4 separate regions of the Mus musculus genome follow, and all the other regions are linked to region 1. Evidence: chromatin contacts called from public promoter capture Hi-C data. All regions are on one chromosome and are shown on one strand. The core of a region is the stretch at or near the end of the contact, and the rest is flanking DNA. Distances in the headings are between cores, read along the strand shown.

What was found. Promoter capture Hi-C pulls out the DNA fragments that hold promoters and counts their contacts.
Region 2: a promoter capture Hi-C map of embryonic stem cells shows a contact between it and region 1, with 7 times the contacts expected there. The contact joins the promoter of Sox8 here to the promoter of Tmem204 in region 1. A contact is called at or near these places in 9 of 39 promoter capture datasets (the HPC-7 cell line, cranial neural crest, embryonic stem cells and 3 more) and 1 of 115 datasets of contacts at active chromatin or transcription factors (bone marrow-derived macrophages).
Region 3: a promoter capture Hi-C map of liver shows a contact between it and region 1, with 3 times the contacts expected there. The contact joins the promoter of Tsc2 here to the promoter of Tmem204 in region 1. A contact is called at or near these places in 5 of 39 promoter capture datasets (hippocampal neurons, liver, pre-B cells and 1 more).
Region 4: a contact with region 1 is called in a promoter capture Hi-C map of embryonic stem cells, with 4 times the contacts expected there. The contact joins the promoter of Sstr5 here to the promoter of Tmem204 in region 1. A contact is called at or near these places in 12 of 39 promoter capture datasets (the HPC-7 cell line, HPC-7-derived erythroid cells, embryonic stem cells and 6 more) and 1 of 484 Hi-C or Micro-C datasets (liver).

The regions. Positions count from the first base shown.
Region 1 is chr17:25,079,750-25,082,412 of GRCm38.p6, reverse strand. Tmem204 (transmembrane protein 204) reads left to right here and starts at 1,299. Exons shown (of 3, transcript NM_001001183.1): 1 at 1,299-2,149. The coding sequence starts at 1,870. The region is part of intron 18 of Ift140 (intraflagellar transport 140); the gene reads right to left.
Region 2 is chr17:25,569,388-25,572,050 of GRCm38.p6, reverse strand. It overlaps Sox8 (SRY (sex determining region Y)-box 8), which reads left to right and starts at 1,365. Exons shown (of 3, transcript NM_011447.3): 1 at 1,365-1,941. The coding sequence starts at 1,529. It overlaps Cerox1 (cytoplasmic endogenous regulator of oxidative phosphorylation 1), which reads right to left and starts at 1,240. Exons shown (of 2, transcript NR_045176.1): 1 at 950-1,240.
Region 3 is chr17:24,631,327-24,633,989 of GRCm38.p6, reverse strand. It overlaps Tsc2 (TSC complex subunit 2), which reads left to right and starts at 1,363. Exons shown (of 42, transcript NM_001286713.1): 1 at 1,363-1,452; 2 at 1,879-2,045. The coding sequence starts at 1,908. Nthl1 (nth (endonuclease III)-like 1 (E.coli)) reads right to left here and starts at 1,308. Exons shown (of 6, transcript NM_008743.2): 1 at 1,136-1,308; 2 at 1-63. The coding sequence starts at 1,238.
Region 4 is chr17:25,495,959-25,498,621 of GRCm38.p6, reverse strand. Sstr5 (somatostatin receptor 5) reads left to right here and starts at 1,334. Exons shown (of 3, transcript NM_011425.3): 1 at 1,334-1,500.

The sequences.
Region 1 (2,663 bases), core at 50-2,549:
TCCTTGCCTTTTGGAATGTAAACTTAAGGAGTGCCAGGAGCCTGACTATATATGGGAACGTGTGATTGAAGGCAGCCACACTAGGAAGTAGGGGGTGGCCCAGCATGTCAGTTCATGAAGACAGGAAAGGTCGGTTCCGGCCTGTCCCGGCCAGTGCACTAGTCAGCACCAGGCTGTCCCAATCCTGCCCGGTGCGGTGCGGTGCAGTACGTGTGTTTGAGATGGTTCAGCCCACAGCTCCTGCGTTCTTGTGTTCATTTATGCAGCTCTGGAACCCTGGTGGGAGGCTCTGGAGGCGGGACACAGTCTCAGACCTGGTGGCTTTTATTTACCAGAGCTGAAGCGCTATGAGGAAGGAGAGCAAATGTACAGTCGCTCTGTCCAGCCTCAGGGGAGCGAGCACTTTGCTAGTAAGCAAACTTGGCTGCTCAGAAGTCACATCAGCTATCCAGCCTGCTTGGTGGCACAACCCCTTACAGAATCCCACCTTTTCTTGCCAGCCCAAGAACAACCCCTTGCAGAGGTTCCTCAAGGTTCCCCTTCCTTGTAAGGTCTGAGTACACTTGCTCCCTTGAGGTGAATGGATCTCTGTCAGCAGATGGTGGCCTGCCTCAGGTGCCTCTACACCTTACTCTGTCCTGCCATTAGTTCCACATGTTGTGGTGACCCCCAACCATAAAATTAGTTTGTTGCTATTTCACAACTGTAATTTTGCTATTGTTATGAATTCTAATGCAAATATCTGTGTTTTCTGATGGTCTCAGGTGACCCGTGTAAAAGGGTCATTTGACCCCCAAAGAGGTCATGACCTACAGACTGAGAACCACTGCTTTAGACATTGGGGATTCACAGCACCTATCATGCCTTAGGCAATGGATGGATGGATGGATGGATGGATGGATGGACACCTAGTCCCTGAGGATTCTGCCTGCCCGTGCTGTCTGCAGCATCCCCTGGTCCGGGACCTAGCACAGCTGGCTAGGTTTGACGGCAACAGGTAAGAAGATGAGTGTCCTGGCTGGCATCCCTGACTATTCCTATGGGACAGGAAGATGGGGAGGGGCAGCCAGTGGTGGGCTGGAGCAGGCCTCTGAAGTCTCCCCAGGCCTTTCCCATCAGGAAGCACATCCTGTTAGTGTCTGGCTCTGTGGCAGGGCTGCTATTTGTTGCAGTTGGCTACGCCCTCCTGCTCACCAAAAACAGCCTCAAAAACAACCATTTCCTCTCTGCTGAGAGACAGGGAAACGGGAGCTCACACACATACGCGCATACACATGCTTCCTTGTGGCAGGCGTTCTGCTTTTCAGGACCTGCCATTTGTGGCAGAGATACCAAGACGGGATACATAGCAGAGAGGTGGCCAAACCCACACTGCGTCCACAACCCTGTTCCTCCATCAGACTGGCTCCCACAGCCCGTTCTGAGGCGCGTAACCTGGCTGATTCCCACGCTGTGCCTGCCTCCCGAGTTGCTGTCCATTTTCCACTGCTGTAGGCAAGAGGCACTGTGGACACAGCCTCCCTGGCCTCTGTTCCAAAGAAGACGACCCACTTACAACTCTGGATTCTCGCTGGTGCAGCCAGTGCCCCAGATTTCTCCCTGGAATGGGTCTTGGGGAGACCAGCTTCAGCACAGGCTTGTCCCTGCTCCAGGCTCAAGAGGCAGGCTAAGACAGGGCTGTGAGTAGCTCTCTTGGACCCGTCCCATGGGCGACATCCTCCTGTGCCGGGCTGGAGCTGCCGCATAGCTTCCCAAGGATGAGTGCTGATGTCCTCTAGCCACCCCTAGCAGCATCTTGGCTTTCTCTGGATGCACAGCGGCTGACTGGGACTTGGAACTCTCCGAGATAGACAGTCCTGGAAGTCAGAGATGACTCTCCAGAAGCTTGTGGCCACCGCTGTGCTGGTGGCCCTGGTCTCCCTCATCCTCAACAACGCAGCAGCCTTCACCCCCAATTGGGTGTACCAGACGCTGGAGGACGGACGCAAGCGGAGTGTGGGGCTGTGGAAGTCTTGCTGGCTGGTGGACAGGGGTAAGGGAGTCACAAGCCCTGGGACTCGAACTGGGCAGGTGGACACCCATGACTGTGAGGTTCTAGGATGGGGCTCGGAATCAGCAGGTTTCCAGGAGTCCCGAGGCACCGTCAAACGTAAGTCTTGTTATTTTTCTGTCACCTTCCAGTGGTTAGGTGAGGGGAGGTTGTGTCCGTCCATGCTGAGGGTGGCAGCAGGGAACCTGCACCTCCTGCCCACCCTGACAAGCAACGCTACAGAGCTCCACTGTTCAGCTTAGACTCTGTCTGTGGCTTCCTTCACAAGAAGTCACTCCCGTGGCTGGAGGCTCCTTCTCTGCCATTACATGTGGCTGAAGGATGAAAGATGGGTATCCTAATCAAAGCAAGTCATTTTTCCTTGGTTAGAAAGAAATATTACTTAATAAGGAAAACAAGAAGTGTGAGAACATGTGGCTGAGTTCTGTCTTAACGGCTGAGGTGGTCAGGGCCTTTCGGACAGTGCAGGAGACTCTGGCTGGGATGTCCGGGAGACCAGAGGAGGCACAGAGCAGCAAAGGGCAGAGTGTTACCTCCCTGACGCCCATGGTGGCCTTTTCCTTTCCCAGCTCTCTTGTTCTGGGGTCTATGCACTACCCTGGGAGTTGGAAAC
Region 2 (2,663 bases), core at 116-2,615, 490 kb before region 1:
AATATGGAGAGAGTTCAGCAGGCAATGGCAGCTAGCTCTCCATCGACACAACACACACACACACACACACACACACACACACACACAGTGAGAGAGAGAGAGAGAGACAGACAGAGAGGGAAGAGGGAGGGAGACAGAGAGGAGAGAGAGAGAGAGAGAGAGAGAGAGAGAGAGAGAGAGAGAGAGAGAGAACTAGAATAGAATAAGGTCACCATTAAGGTAGTTTCTCTTCCTTAGCCGTCCCCTCAGCAGGAAGCAGGGACTTGGACCTTCTCCCTCTGTCCAGAGCTGTAGATGCCCTAAGGCCACACTGCACAGGACTGGCCTTTTCCAGGTCTGCAGGGAAAGTCTGATTGGAGGCTGGGATCCCAGACCTGAAGGTTAGGGCACCACTCACGGCTTGGGTGGAGATGGAGATTATTAGAGACCACAGTTCTTCCCTGCAGCCGCCTCCACGGGCTTGGGAAACAGGTGGCTTCCTTTAGGGTTACCGAGCTCTCGAGAGCCACAGCTCTATGCCACCCAGACAAGCTTAGGGTGGCAGGTACATCGCCTCCTTTGAGTTTGGCGAGAGACTCCTAGCTGCACTTGGAGACCTCCGGGCTGGGAGGCAAGTCGCGGGGGCGACCTCGGGCGCGGTTCGGAGTCAGGCTTGGCTCTCGCCTCGGGAGAAACGTCCCCTCTCCGACCCTGAGCACTCTCCGCCTTCTCTCTAGGCGCTGAGGAGAAGCGGCCCAGCGTGGTTTCCGCCTCCGCCAGACCACCCAGGCCCGCCCGCCAGGGCCTCCGCGCCCCCACCACAGGTCATACCCGGAAGGACCCGAGCCCCCGCGTCCGGCCCCTCCATCCGCCTGACCGCCCTCAGGGACTCAGCAGTCACTGCCAGAGCAGCCCCGCCCAGCGCCCCCGCCCTCCCACCTCTGTCTAGCCCCGGGGTCCTCCAGCTCACCTAGGTGCGGGAGTTACCAGGGTCACCTGGTGGCTCTTGTCATTGCGCCACCCTGCGGGCAGAACCCGGGTTTGGTTGCAATAGCGGATTCGAGCCCCACATTGGAGGGAGGGATGTTGGACTCAGGAACCTTGTGGATTAGCATCCTTGCCTGCCGCCCGAAAGTCAAGCCGTGCTGCTGAGATCCATGCACTGGGCAGTCAGTCACCCTTAGCCCTCTGACCCCGCCTCAGCCGAGGGATCAGGCTGCGGGGCGCCTGGCCCACGTGGTACGGAGGGTGGAGCGGGGTCGCAAGGCTTCTTTGGATTCGGGGCGGGGCATACAAGCTCCGCCTGGGGAGGACCTGCCAACCCGGACCGGGAGGGGCGGGGTTTCGACCACGGCTTAAAGAAACTTGTTGCGGGTCCCAGAACTGAGACTGAGCTACTGCGGCGGAGGAGCTGCTGCTGGGCCCCTGCGGTGAGGACAAAGATTGGGTCCTGCGTGGCAACCTTGGATTCTAGAGTGTCCTTCCACAGAGTGACCGGGCGCGACCCCTGCGTCCATCCCCACTGAGTGCCCCTCCGCGCGTGGCCCCGATGCTGGACATGAGTGAGGCCCGCGCCCAGCCTCCCTGCAGCCCGTCTGGCACCGCTAGCTCCATGTCACACGTGGAGGATTCGGACTCCGACGCGCCACCGTCGCCCGCGGGATCAGAGGGCCTGGGCCGCGCGGGGGGCGGCGGCCGAGGGGATACTGCTGAGGCAGCAGACGAACGCTTCCCAGCCTGCATCCGTGATGCCGTGTCGCAGGTGCTTAAGGGTTATGACTGGAGTCTGGTGCCTATGCCTGTGCGCGGCGGCGGTGGCGGCACGCTCAAGGCCAAGCCACACGTGAAGCGGCCCATGAATGCCTTCATGGTGTGGGCACAGGCGGCGCGCCGCAAGCTGGCGGACCAGTACCCGCATCTCCATAACGCAGAGCTCAGCAAGACCCTAGGCAAGCTGTGGCGGTGAGTGTGGGGACTCTTGACACTCAGGCTGAGGAAAGGAGTGACTTCGTGCCCCAGCTTGGGCTGTGCTCCTGGGCTGGTTCCAGGGTGGGTCTGGTCAACAGAGACACCAGGTGTGGGACTTTGGAGATGGACGGAGGCCAGTGCCTGGAGTGTGACCCTCCAGTCCTTTCTCCTCTCCTGGGATATCCTGCTGAGAACTGCAGAACTGGGGATCCTAGCATCGAGTGGCCACCACGGCCTGTAGGCATATTGGGTAGGCATCAAGCTGCTTTGTCCTGGGCAGAAGCTGGGACTCCGGGGTCCATGAGGAGTCCAAGTCCTCTGGCAGGTACTGCTCCCAGGCCACAGGAACCTGGAATTGGGGAAGGAAAGAGCAGGTGAAAGTGACAGGCTCAATGAGCACTTTGGCCTGAGAAAGGCAGGCATTATTGAAGACAGCTGCACAGTCCCACCTCCCAAGCTGCCTCTATTCGAGTTTGAAACAGTGTGTAGTAGTGATACTGGGCTGAGCAGGACAGCCAGGTTGTCTTGCCCTCTCAGCTTGGCCGGCAAGTTGAGGTTCAAGGTCGAGAGATTCTCAGGGTGTGTGTGTGTGTGCTCTGAGGACAATCTCCCGGAGTTTCTCCATCACTCCTGGCAACTTGGGATGGCTGGTTTCCAGAAAGCCTTCCTTGCCTTTGTCGAAGTATAGTTTTCACTGGGTCCTGTTGTCTTTCTTG
Region 3 (2,663 bases), core at 114-2,613, 450 kb after region 1:
AGGCCACATGCGTTTTCTGTGTTCTCCGTGGATGTCTCACGGGCCTGTGGCTTTTTCTTCCTTCTGCAAAAAAGTGCCATTCAGTCTTTGGAGTGGGTTTTATATGAGGGTGGGGGAAGGGTGCTGCTTACCTGCCAATCCACATCCCCACACTTGTTTGTGCAACTAACTGTCCATTATCTACCACGATGTGTACAGAAGTGCTGTGCTCTGCCCTTGTCACAACAGTACATGACAGTCTGACAAAGTGCCTGTTAGCACACCGACACTAGTAACAGCCTCTAGGATAATATAACCTCTCTCCTTTGTCCCAAGTCCTTTGAGTTACATTCAAGAGAACCTCTCTCTTCACACCCAAACTGGACAGTGCAACTCCCCTTTCAGAAATCGTTGCATTTAGGATGAGCTCCAAACTCTACTACTATAAAACATTTGCTGCCTTAACAGTATCAACACTTTCTGTGGCCCTTGGCCCTTGCCAAGCCTCAGCCTGGATCCCAGCGGATCTCTACTACTGAACCGATTCTGGGAGACCATTGCTGCCTACGCACACTCCTGCTCTAGCCACTTATGTCTAAGTCCCAGGCGGGGACGGGCTGATAATTACTCCCTGAGTACCACTAGTTGGCACATAGTAGGCCCTTAATGGCTACAGGACAAACACAATGAGTGCCATGCCCTTTCCTGTTTTCTCTCTGGGCCTGTTTTCTTTCAGAACCACCGTCCAGCTGGGAGAGAAGACTTCTAGCTGGGTGTGTTCTTGGCACACAGCCTGGCCCTACAAGAGAGGGAGGCAGCTCTGAGAACAGAGCTGTGTCCCACGGACAGCCTGGAGCAAGTGAATGTCCTAAGCTAGGCTGGTTGGACTAAAACTTTTCACTGGCGATAAGGGTGGATGAATACATCCAGAACCCAGTCTTACGGACCCTGCAGACCCTGCGGGTCCCAGACCCTTGGAAGAAGCTAGAAGTGGGGCCACGTGAGATTTAAGCGTAGCTTCAATTCAAGATTCAAGGCAGCTGCCTACTCCGCGGCGCCTAGAGTTTAGGTCAGATGCTGCGGCCCGGGACGCAAGCCTGGAGCCAAAGTTCCACGTTCCTCCTTTCCTCCAAAACGCCTGCAGGCGCAGAGCTACCTGCAGCAGCCTCTCGCGGGGCGAGCTCCTCCCTACACCCTTCCGACGCGATCCTAGTCGCGCGGCTCCGACTGCGAGTCACCATCCGCACCCCTGAGTTCATGCCTGGGCTGTAAACTACTCCTCCGAGCAGCCCCGCGATCCCACCACTTGCTCAACGCGCACGCGAAACTACAATTCCCAGAGAGCTCAACGCAAATAGTCAGCAAAGCCTCGCCCCCGGAAGTACGGGTTGCGCTTCCGGCAGCTGCCCTGGGCCGGGGGTGTGCGCCCTTCCCTGGGTGCAGGAGGACCTGCGCGCGAAAGGCGCGCGCGGGGTGAGTAGCCCTGGAGGCTCTGACTGCTGGGGCGGGTTGCGATGGTTTGTGTGGTCGCGTCGCGATGGGGTGAGGGGAATTGGTCGTTCTGATTCCAATCCTCCGCCGCTCCCACCGCTGACAAGTCCTAGCGCTTCAAGCCCTCCATTGCGAATGTGAGCGGGCCTCTGCATCTATTCACGCGACAGCTCCTCCTTAACCTAGGGAGAACTAATGGCAATCAACAGGCGGGTCGCTAGAGTAAGCCTATACCTCCGGAGTTGATTTGTGGCTGAGTTCCTCCTGCATGGAGTTGAGTTGCCCCAGAGGCTGTAGGAAGGACAGGTTATTGCCTACCCTTGACCTAGGATTCTGGAGGTTCGCCTCGAGGGCAGAAGGGAGAACCTTTCCTGGGGTGTATCAAATAATATGTTTATTTCTACACAGAGCAGTTCTCTAGTACTGCCCTGCCCACCATGGCCAAACCAACAAGCAAAGATTCCGGCTTGAAGGAGAAGTTCAAGATACTGTTGGGATTGGGAACATCGAGGCCAAATCCCAGGTGTGCAGAAGGCAAACAGACTGAGTTTATCATCACATCGGAAATCTTGAGAGTGAGTGAGTGGCCAATGTCTTGGCTAGCCCAGCACAAAGGCTAGGAAGGCTGGGTTTGTCTGTCATTGGGTTCTGTGGGAGATGGGTTGCTGGTAACCATCTGCATAGGGCTGCTGTCCCCAGTACTGTGGAGACAGATATATGCCTGTCCTCAGGATCTTGGTGTCCTGCTTTAGCACACTTGCCTTAGAAGTTAGGTGTTGTATGAAAACTTATTTTGTTTAGTGTTATGGTAGATAGATGCCCTGTACTCTCTCAGCACGTGAGAGGCAGAGGAGATAGGATTATGAAGTTGGAGGCAACATAATTGTAACCCACCTGAGCTACAGTAGTGAGACTGGGTCCTCCTCTCCTCAAAGATGTTCGTTTCCTTTTTTAAATTGGAGATCCACCCTTTCTTTTTAGGAACTTTTAAAAAAAGATTTATTTATTTAACATACACACACACACACACACACACACACACACACACACACACACACACACACACTGTAGATGACACACCAGAAGAGGGCATCAGATCCCATCACAGATGGTTGTGAGCCACCATGTGGTTACTGGGAATTGAACTCAGGACCTCTGGAAGAGCAGTCAGTGCTCTTAACCACTGAGCTATC
Region 4 (2,663 bases), core at 85-2,584, 420 kb before region 1:
CTCCTACACCACCTTGAACGTCTGGTTCCCTGCTCATGCCGTGCCTGTTTCTAGCAGAGACCCTGGGATCCAGGGTGGCTTAATCTGCCTTGATGTACCCTGTAAGGCACCAGAGAAGGCAGCCATCAGCCCCTAGAGGCAATGGACTAACAGCTGCCATCTGAAGCCAGAGAGGAGGCCCCCCAGTCTGCAGAACAGTGGAGGTGTCCTTGTGGCAGGATCTGGGCAGCCTCCTCAGGAAGCTGACAGTCACTTAGATGGAGCTCAGGACTAAGGAAAGGTTGAGCTCTTCCTAAATGTGGAGTCCAAATCTGGCTGGGGAGGAGTACCATGAGGAGCTGGAGCACGGGCCATTGCTAAGCAATTGCGCTCTCTCCATTACAAACCTAATCCAAGTTCCATGGAAAAACCATAGAATGGGGGGGAGAGAGAGAGGGAGGGAGGGAAGGAGGGAAGGAGGGAGAGAGAGGGAGAGAGAGAGAGAGAGAGAGAGAGAGAGAGAGAGAGAGAGAGAGAGAGAGAGAGAGAGAGAGAGAGAGAGCGCGAGCACACTCAGGCGCCACCTACCTGATTAGCTGAACCATCTCCACTGGAGGACAAGCAGTATGTAGCTGAGTCCCACATCCTTTATGTGTGTCAGCTGTTCTTGGTGGTACTGCAGAATTTCAGATCAGGTTAAAGAAATGAATTGTGTGCCAGCTCTGAGCCACAGAGCTGCTGGGATAACCCCTGTCCCTAGCTCCAGAGGAGGCAGACACTCAACTCTTGTTAGAGTCAGCAACTCAGTGAGCAGCATCTTAAAGCCTGGGGCCTGGTAGGAAGTACAGACTCAGGCTCACCCCTGCCTGTTCAGGGACCACACTCTGCCTTGAGGATTCCCACTGCCTTCCCTCTGCTCTTGGAACCCTGCTCTTGGAACCTCACCTCAGACATCGCTATAGGCCACCAGACTTCTCTCAGGAGTGAGACTCAGACTCTGCAGGCATCAGAGGGACTCCCTTCAGCCCTAAACTTCCAGTCACAGCTCAAACTGATGGTTGGAAAAAAGGATGGGATGGAGGCGTGGTCTAAGTCACAGTCGACCACACAAGGACTGCACAAAGGTCTCAGAGACTGATAGACTTAGGTGACTTGGAGCATCAGGTGGCTAGATAAGAGTCCACCCAGGCAACCTGACTCTAATGCCCCGACCCCCCCCCCCAATCCTCCCGGAAACCCCCATTCTCGACCTGGCCATGGGAGCTCGCCCTTTCTACCCTGCCTCACCACCCCACCCCACCCCACCCCACCCCACCCCACCCCACCGGAGGCTCTCGGCCAGCCTGGCTTAGCCACGCCCCCTCTATCTCCTCCACCCTCTCCCTCCCCCTAGCCTGAGGGCGGGCGCCGACTTCGTACAGCAATCCAGTGAGCGCTCTGCTCTTTGAGCTCGAGGGCGCTGCCTGACCGCGAAGTACCGCCGCCTCGTCCGCCCCGGCGTGGGCATCCTGTCCTGCACAGGTCTGTCGCTTCTTCCCGCTGTCTCTGCGCGCAGCTCAGGCCTGGGGTCCCGCCTTTCGCCCCCTGCTTGCAGCTCCCAAGCTCCTCTGGGCATCTACGGGGCTCACCTGCCTCTGCCCCAGCTTCTCTCGCGTCTGCTCCCCAACCTCAGAGCTTCATCCTTTTGCCTCTGTCTCGGAGACTCGGAGGCCTCCCGGTGTGCTTGGGTCAGGTCAGAAGCCATAAAGGACCCAGACATCTCCCTCTGCCTATGCGCCCCTCGTCTCTCCATGGCGCGCACCCTATGCCAGGGAGGGTTGTGAACTGGGTGAGCCCAGAGGCCTCAGAACCACGGTCTCGGAGGGAAAGTGGGAGGGCGCAGAGATAACATCAGGCAGGGTAGGAGGTCTGCAGCTGGACGCCGAGGGTGGGGGACGGTCGGGGAGGAGAGCAGCAGCGTACGCATATGGGTCCGCTGGCGGCCGGCAGAGTGGTGTCAACCATGGGGCTGCGGCCTGGCACGTATAGACGCCCTGCAGGATCTGAGTTCCCCGGGATTGTTTGCGCCAGAGCAGGAAATCTGGGTACACCCTTTCCCTCTGGGAATCAAGTCCCCACATGGCCATTGCGGGGCACTTCTGTCTCAGGAGTCCCCCAGTCCTCTAGTCATAACGCTCCCCTACGTGGGATGGAGAATGTCCTAGAACTTTCTTTGATGTTCAAGGTCCTTCCCTTCCCTGCCATCGGTTGTGTGACTTAGGGTTATGAGAACTAGAACCCAGGTGCCCAAAGTCAGATGTTGGGACTGTTGCTGAGCAACAGAATGCATCGCAGGGTCAGGTGGGATGCATGGAGCCTCCAATAGCAGCAATGACCAACCATAACTGGGCATTGGTTTGGTTTCCCGTAATGTAAAGGCTCGGATTTCTGAGGAAGGGGCTGGAAATGGAAATAGCTTTCTTCAGGGCAGGGAGACCCATTGAGCCCCTTTGATGGGTTTGTGCAATCCTGGCCTCCCTGTTGGTCCAACTGCCTAACTTTCCCCCTGCCTTGGCCCAGGCTGCCTCCAGAAGTGTTCTGAGGTGGAGTGTATTTGGGAAAAGGAAGCAAGAGGGGGGTCGTTAATTGCTGTGGACAGGGATGGGGTGCGGTGGGGTGGGGGTGTGGCTCCAGCCCCATCCTCA